Regions from separate parts of the Mus musculus genome. Here region 2 is linked to region 1. Evidence: chromatin contacts called from public promoter capture Hi-C data. All regions are on one chromosome and are shown on one strand. Each heading gives the region's core, a stretch centred on a gene start, on an enhancer-like site or on the middle of the called end of the contact. The rest is flanking DNA. Distances are from core to core; before and after follow the strand shown. Region 1 holds the start of Notch2 (notch 2). Region 2 has its middle 25 kb from the start of Reg4.

The links. Promoter capture Hi-C pulls out the DNA fragments that hold promoters and counts their contacts.
Region 2: a promoter capture Hi-C map of liver shows a contact between it and region 1, with 2.3 times the contacts expected there. The contact joins the enhancer-like site here to the promoter of Notch2 in region 1. A contact is called at or near these places in 5 of 39 promoter capture datasets (the SN4741 cell line, cranial neural crest, liver and 1 more) and 3 of 115 datasets of contacts at active chromatin or transcription factors (the SCID.adh cell line, forebrain and pancreatic cancer cells).

The regions. Positions count from the first base shown.
Region 1 is chr3:98,011,742-98,015,327 of GRCm38.p6, reverse strand. Notch2 (notch 2) reads right to left here and starts at 1,790. Exons shown (of 34, transcript NM_010928.2): 1 at 1,557-1,790. The coding sequence starts at 1,629.
Region 2 is chr3:98,245,710-98,249,374 of GRCm38.p6, reverse strand. No RefSeq gene overlaps it. Among named protein-coding and RNA genes, the nearest start is that of Reg4, 25 kb to the right of the region's middle. Within about 2 kb of position 2,209, at least 19 of the 459 cell types and tissues checked have an H3K27ac peak or open chromatin away from gene starts, as enhancers often do. A contact at or near this core is called in the SCID.adh cell line and liver, where this site is marked.

The DNA.
Region 1 (3,586 bases), core at 541-3,040:
AATCCTATTCCATATGGGAAAAGACACAGGTCATGAAGACTAAAGTTACTTTACTATGTAAAACAAGTCGTGGGGGACCAAGCACTTTCATCCTCAGAAAAAAAACCACACTAATCATACAGCTCTTTACACTAAGTCTACACTGAGGGCTAACAGCTTCACTCAAAGAAAAGGGGCAAGGCAAGAATGCCATCGTTGAGTTTTGAGGAAAACTTTCGGGAACCATTCAATCCTGAATTCAATCCTGGTCCACTTCTGAAAACCTACAGACCCAGCAATGTATGACATTCTAATTTTCCAGAAAGTATCTGGTTGATGCTGGACAGCCCAGCACTGTTTGCAGGTGATAAATAATCGAGTCTTCCTCAAAGCATCTGCGATTGGCATGTCAGCTGCCTGTTACAATGAACAAAGACCATACTTTTCTGAAACTCATCCCTTCTCTGAGGAAATGTACTAGAGTTTTTCTGGTAAAAGTTAATTGTTCTTGAGTAAAGGGGGACCCTACCAGTTCAACAAACCAGTACAAGACATAGCCCCACTGGAAGCACAGACTTCAAACCAGTACAAGACATAGCCCCACTGGAAGCACAGACTTCAAACCAGTACAAGACATAGCCCCACTGGAAGCACAGACTTCGAACCAGTACAAGACATAGCCCCACTGGAAGCACAGACTTCAAACCAGTACAAGACATAGCCCCATTGGAAGCACAGACCAAACCGCTGCTCCTGCCCTGAAACAACTTTTCTGAACATCTTTTAAGTGCTACGGGTTTAATATACATTCTTTTAATTAATCCTATTAGCTGGGTAATTTCATCCCCATTTTATTGGTGAGTTAATACAGAAGATTTGAATCCAGGATTACAGAGCTGGACTCCAAAGCCGAAGTTCTTTCCATACAACATTCCAAAGAAATGTAAAATCTAAAGATGTGGGTGGAGTGGGTAAAATATGATCCGATTTCCTTTCCTGGCTCCCACCAAGTTAGCGAGGGGGCACGGAATATCCCACCATAACAAGCCTTTCTAAGCAAGCACTTCGGATCAAGCAACGTCTCCACTTTTCCTCGCCTGCCCCTGCCCCACCCCCAACGGTGCCAAAAGAGCAGCAAGCTGCTGCCAGGTTGGAGGAGTTGGGGATCGTCACACCACATTCCTGGGGCTGGACGCACACTGGAACCGCAGCAGAGCTCCGCGCCTCGGAAAGAATAACAGCAGTTGAGATTTTCAATCATGTGGCTCAGCACGCTGCCACACCAGTTCCCCCACTGCTGCCTCCACCTATCCAAGACCTAAGCCCCACGCCCAACTCCTCCTCCGGACAAACCGACCGATCCGGGTGTCAAAAGCTGGGAACGCCGCAAGCCCCCGCCGCCCTCCCGACCACACTCGCACCTCGGCCCGCGAGCTGCTCGCCCGAGACCCCGCTAACGCGGAACCCGGGACGCTACGCGTTGCCAAGACTCGAGGCCCGGACGAGGCAGTTTGGAAGACGCAGTCCCCGTAGCGCAGAGACAGAGAGGGATGGTCTCCCGGGCGCCCGGTACTCACCGTGCGCGGGGCCCGCGCCGCACAGCCAGAGCCACAGCAGCGCCCGCAGCGCGGCGGGACGCAGAGCGGGCATCTTCGGGGCCGCAGCCAGAGCAGATCCGCATGGGGAGCGGGTCCCGACCAGGAGCCCGGCTCTCGCGTGCTCTACCCTGCCCCCGCGGCTCGCTGAGTCCTGGAGCTCCCGCTGCGCCGCCCCTGCACTCCGCGCAGCCAGGCCGCCGCCCGAAGTTTGGCTGAAAGTTTCTGGCTGCGCCGCGCGGCTGGGCGGCCCGCGTGTCCTTCCGCCTCGGCCTCCTCCCACCGCGAGGCTCCGCCCCCGTCGCCGCCGCGCGCCCAGGGGTTTCCCGCAGAAAGAAGCGCCGGTCCTCTGCGCGCGGAGGGATCTGAGTGAGCAGCACCCCGTACTCCGCCCGCTCGACCGCCGAGCCCGCCCATGAGCTCGGAAAGGGGGGCGGCTGAAGCGCCCAACATCAAACACTAGGGTTTACCCGGGTCCTGAACTTGTAGAGAGAGGCAGACCTCATGCCCCACACACCCACCCACACACTTCTTGGCTGGTTAGAGGAATGAGGGAGAGCAAAAACGAGACTGTCAACGGAAGGCAGAGGGCAAAGGCGCCAAAGTACTCTTAAGAGGACATTCCTTAAGATGCTCTGGGCATTTCGTTCATTCATCCGTCCATCCACCCACCCATCCTTGGTTCTTTTAGTGAACTTCGTGTAGCAAGGTGCTTGGGACACTGGAATCGTCCGCTCTAGGGTCTAGAAGAATTTAGGGGAGGCTTTCAAGAGACAGCAGGAGCTTGAAACTCTAGTCAAAGGTGTAGAAAATAGAAAGAAGAACCAGGAATACTCTTTATAACCTATTAATAGCTGCGAGTGAAGAGTAACCTAAATGCCCCACCCTTAGGGACTAGATGAATAATGCATAATTATAAGTGCAATACAATTGAAAATACCATCTTCATATACGTCAGCCGTAAAACCAAAATGATGATGAAAACACGAATCGCAGAGCGAGACTCTAAGAATGCCATTTACATATAAATGTTTCCAAACAACACTGAACATTGTATGGACGTTTGTGTGCATAGTTTTTAAAAGATAAAGCTATTACACTAACAATTTCCAAAGTGGGAGAGTGGAGGGTGTGATCTGTCTTAGGAATAAATGCATTTGTAGAACGAAATTGGCAACTACGAGGAATTGCATAAGTAACACAGGACTGTTTGTATTTCTGTCTTGACTACACGGGGAAGTCTTTATGGCCCAGGATCATGGCCTTCATCACTAGTGCCTATCAATTAGTAGATGGTGACCTAGAATGCAGAATACCGTTCAGCAAGTGCAAATGGGTGTGAACATTAAAACTGCAGTTTAATAAGCACTATAGAGTCTGAGGAAATGGATCAGCGGGAAAGAGTGCTTGCTGTGCAAGCACGGGGACCTGAGTTCAAATCTCCAACACTCACAGTGAAAGCCAGGTTTGACTATGCACATGCCTCAAACAGCTGTAGGGAGTAGAGTTAAATGAATCTCTGGGGCTAATTAGCAGGTAGCCCAGTTCCAGGTTCAGTAAGAGATCCCCCCCCCCCCAACCAGGGAATAAGTTAGAGAGTAATAGAACAGGATATCTGATGTCCTCTGACCTCCACACACATGAATATATACATACACATATACAGCATATATCATACATATATACCATATATCACACACATACAGCATATGTCACACACATATACCTTATACCAAACACAAATAATAATATACCACATACACATATACATTACCTTGGGAAAGAGAAGCTAGTACTTACTGCAAACGGTCACATTGGGACCCTAGAAGCTCTTTTCAAAAAGTAGCATAATTGAGGACTAGAGAGATAGCTCAGTGGTTGCTGTTCTTGTAGAGAACCTGGGTTCAATCCCCAGCACCCACATCCCACATGGTGCTTCACGTCTATCCGCAACTCCAGTTCCAAGGGATCCACTTCCCTCTCCTGGGCTCCACAGGCACCAGGCATGCACA
Region 2 (3,665 bases), core at 960-3,459, 230 kb before region 1:
CAATAGAAAACAACTACACCCTTTGTGGAACTTTTTCATGTGGGGTGCATGTGTGTGCATGTTCACATGTATGATGGAGTGGAGGCCAGAGGACAATCTCAGGTGACACTTTTCAGGTGATTCCTCCCCCCACCCCACTTTAAAAAACCAAGCCACCACCACTCTTAGCACCATGCCAATGCAGGCTAAGCTGGATGTCCAGTAAGCCCCAAGGAATCTCCTGTCCCCATTTACCCAAAGTTGGGATTGTAAACAGGCCACTGCACTCCGCTTGGGGGGGGGGGCGCTAGGAAAGATCCTTTTATTGGGGTGGACATGGAGCACTGGCTAGTCCACGATAAATGATGTAAGAGAAAGATCCAGAGAAGCCAGCCCTTTCCTGCCCTGGTGCAGGCGCAGAGTGAGGTCTGGGCACAGGAGGACCAGGGGGACCTGTGACCAGGCCAGACCTATGGGTGGGGAGGGACGAAATGGCCATTCAGTATGTTGGGGGATCAGCCTGCCCTGGGGTCTGGACCCTTGCAAAGTATCACTGCGGGTGACCTGGTGGGGGACACCACTGTGCTTTAAAAAGCATCTACTGATTCCTCAAGGCTGGGCCTGATGTCCCTTTAACCAATGCTTGACACGAGTTACAGCATAAATAAAAACTCACGGAAAATAAATACATGGGTCCTATGAGGTCGGAGGGCACAGACTGGATGTAGGAAGTGAGTTGCGCACCCAGGTGGCAGCGGACAGAGCTGACAACTGAGGGGCGATGCACATGCACCCAGCTTTTAAAATGTGGATTCTGAGAATCAAATTCCAGTCCTGGGCAAGCACTTAACTAACACAGCTCCTCTGTGGGATGGCTCTGGGGTTTTGTTTTACTAATTTATTTTTTAGATTTACTGTTTTATGTGTGTGAATTTATTGCCTGTATGTATGTCTGTACACCATGTGCATTCAGTGCCTGTGGGAACTAAAAAAGGACAATTAGGTTGGGCTCCCAGGTGTCCAGGGAGCACAGGTGTGTCCGTCCATTAACGTCTCTCTACAAATGGTTTCTGGAAAGCTTGATCTGGTAGAACCTGGTTTCTCCAGTGGCCAGACTAGGTCAAGGTTCTCAGTATGTTCTCGCATGTTGTTCTGGGCTCACTTCAAATGTCTGTTGGGGCTGGAACTTGGCATGTGAAGTTTCTTTCTTGCGTGCGCCAGACTGGCCAGCAGTAACGACGCTGCAACAGGATCCTTCTGCACACGTTTATTGGGAGAGCTTGATTGCAGAGGCGAAGAGACCCCGAGCCCAGAACTGGTGCTACTTATATAGGCCTAGGAGAGGCATGTCTCACACCCGGATTGGTTATGCACTAAGCCTCATTTGCATGTTCCTCATCTGATTGGCTACTCTCTCTCTCTCTGTACCTCACAGAGCCTCATTATCATACCTCATTTGCATGTCTCACATCTGATTGGTTATACTCCCAAAGCCTCATTATCATGCCCGGGCCAGGCAGTGTCTTTGCAAAAAACTTTACTGCATATGTACACATTGGTTGTTTGTCCAAACTTATGCGTGGTGGCCAGCAGTAGTCAGTGCCACTCTGCAACGGCACATGTGGCTTCCCACATTTCTTCTTCTCAAATACATAACTTAGGGATTCAAGCAATCCTTCCAGGTGCTGTGAGTGGAAGCCACCCCATCCCACTCCTACCCCCTCATCCTACCCCCACTGTGAGACTACAGCTGCAGCACTCATACTCCTGGGCTTGTTTCCTGGGCTTCCTGCAGCTGCAGACAGTCTGCAAGGGAGCTGCAACAGCCCGGTGTTCTGATATCAATATCACCTAACAGTTCAGCCCACAGTCACACTGAAAGTCTGAAAACTCCAGATAAAGTTCCATTGCCCTTATGGGGCAGTGGTGGCACACGCCTTTAATCCCAGCACTTGGGAGGCAGGGGCAGGTGGATTTCTGAGTTCAAGGCCAACCTGGTTTACAGAGTGAGTTCCAGAACAGCCAGGGCTACACAGAGAAACCCTGTCTCAGAAAAAAAAAAAAAAAAAAAGTTCCATTGCCCTGCGCTGAACAACCTTGCAAACCCCTCTGCACTGGTCTTCCAGAACAACCCCTTTTCAGCTTAGTCTCATCACCGAGCACAGCTATTACTCAGTTCAGTGGCGGCTCTGAGCCTCCTGTGTGGCTCTCAGCTCAGATACCTACTGGGTATCCAGGGAAAGGAATGTCAGGTCAGGGCTTTGTTTGACTCCACACTCGCACAGGCCCCTCCCATGTTCAAAATTTCCCCCCGGAAGCACAGCCAGGCTGCTGGGCTGCTTCCTTGGGCTTTGCAGAATCAGCCACAAGTTGATTTAATACCTGTCCACAATTTCATCAAATGTATTCAAAGATGTTTTAACACAGCCCTTTTTTTTTCTATTTATTTGTTTATTTGTATTTTGCTCACCTCGTGTTTTCTAGTGGGTAGCCAATGTCACTGCTCTGTGGCTTCAGATACAAACAACTAACCTGCCTGTGTCCTGTGACAGCTTTGGTAACTGAGACCCTCAGGAATTTTAATCAAGTTTCAGAGCTTTCTGTTAAACCCGGGATAATACCTAGTGACAATATAATTACAGCAGCCGGTGAAATCCTTTCTTCGTTGAGCAGGTATGGCTCTCGTTATCTAGGGACACATGTGGCTGTGCTCCCAGTTTAAATACCTGTCCATAATTTCATTAAATTTATTCAATGATCTTTTAAGACAGTCGTTTGTTTGTTTCTATTTTGCAAATGGAAAAATAGCCTCAGAGAGATTGAGCAATGCCATGCCACTATTAGTCAGTAGATCTGGGATTGGAAATGTTTGACAACAAGATTCATGCCCCTTTTTTTCTTTCTCTTTCTTTCTTTCTTTCTTTCTTTCTTTCTTTCTTTCTTTCTCTCTCTCTTTCTCTCTCTCTCTCTCTCTCTCTCTCTTTCTTTCTTTCTTTCTTTCTTTCCTTGTCTATCTGCATTGTTCAAAACAAAAAAGGATCACTTCAGCTTTGCACAAAGGAGCATGCAAGCAAAAAGAAGGGAGCTGGGCAAGGCGATATCTTTTTACAAAAACGTTGCACAGGAAGCTAGCAAGCACAGGGGGTAGGGGGATCTCTTAGTTTTGATGGTAAGATAAGTGGTGACAGTCTTTGTCCTTCTGTCCTGGCTCTGACCTCACGGTCTTTGCAGATTGACTAGTTTTAAAAGAATTGGCGCAAAGGAAATGAAAGACAGGGGGAAAGGGCAGGTTCCAGACTCCCAAGTGTTGCAACTCGACCTTTGTGTAAACAAAACGTTTACCAGGTAAGGGAGATTAAAATAGGGGGGTGGAGGGGGGATTTATGAAATGTTAGCCTTGCCCCTCCTACACGTCCCTCCCCCACCCCCATCCCCGTAGCTACCTTTGACGAGAGAAAAAAAAAAAAACTTTCACAATGTGAAAAAATATACAGACTGCTTTACCAACCTAATCACACCTCCACAGCTAGGCTGGACTGGTGTGGCAGTGCCCTGAGCAGGACACCTGGATGCAGAAAGGGAGGTGATTCGGCTCATTTTAAGAAGGTTTCTGTCAAGGCAGGGAGGGTGTGGCAGAGAAGAACAGTCAGGCATTAGTTCAGGAAGGACTGTGCTGGCAGGCTCTC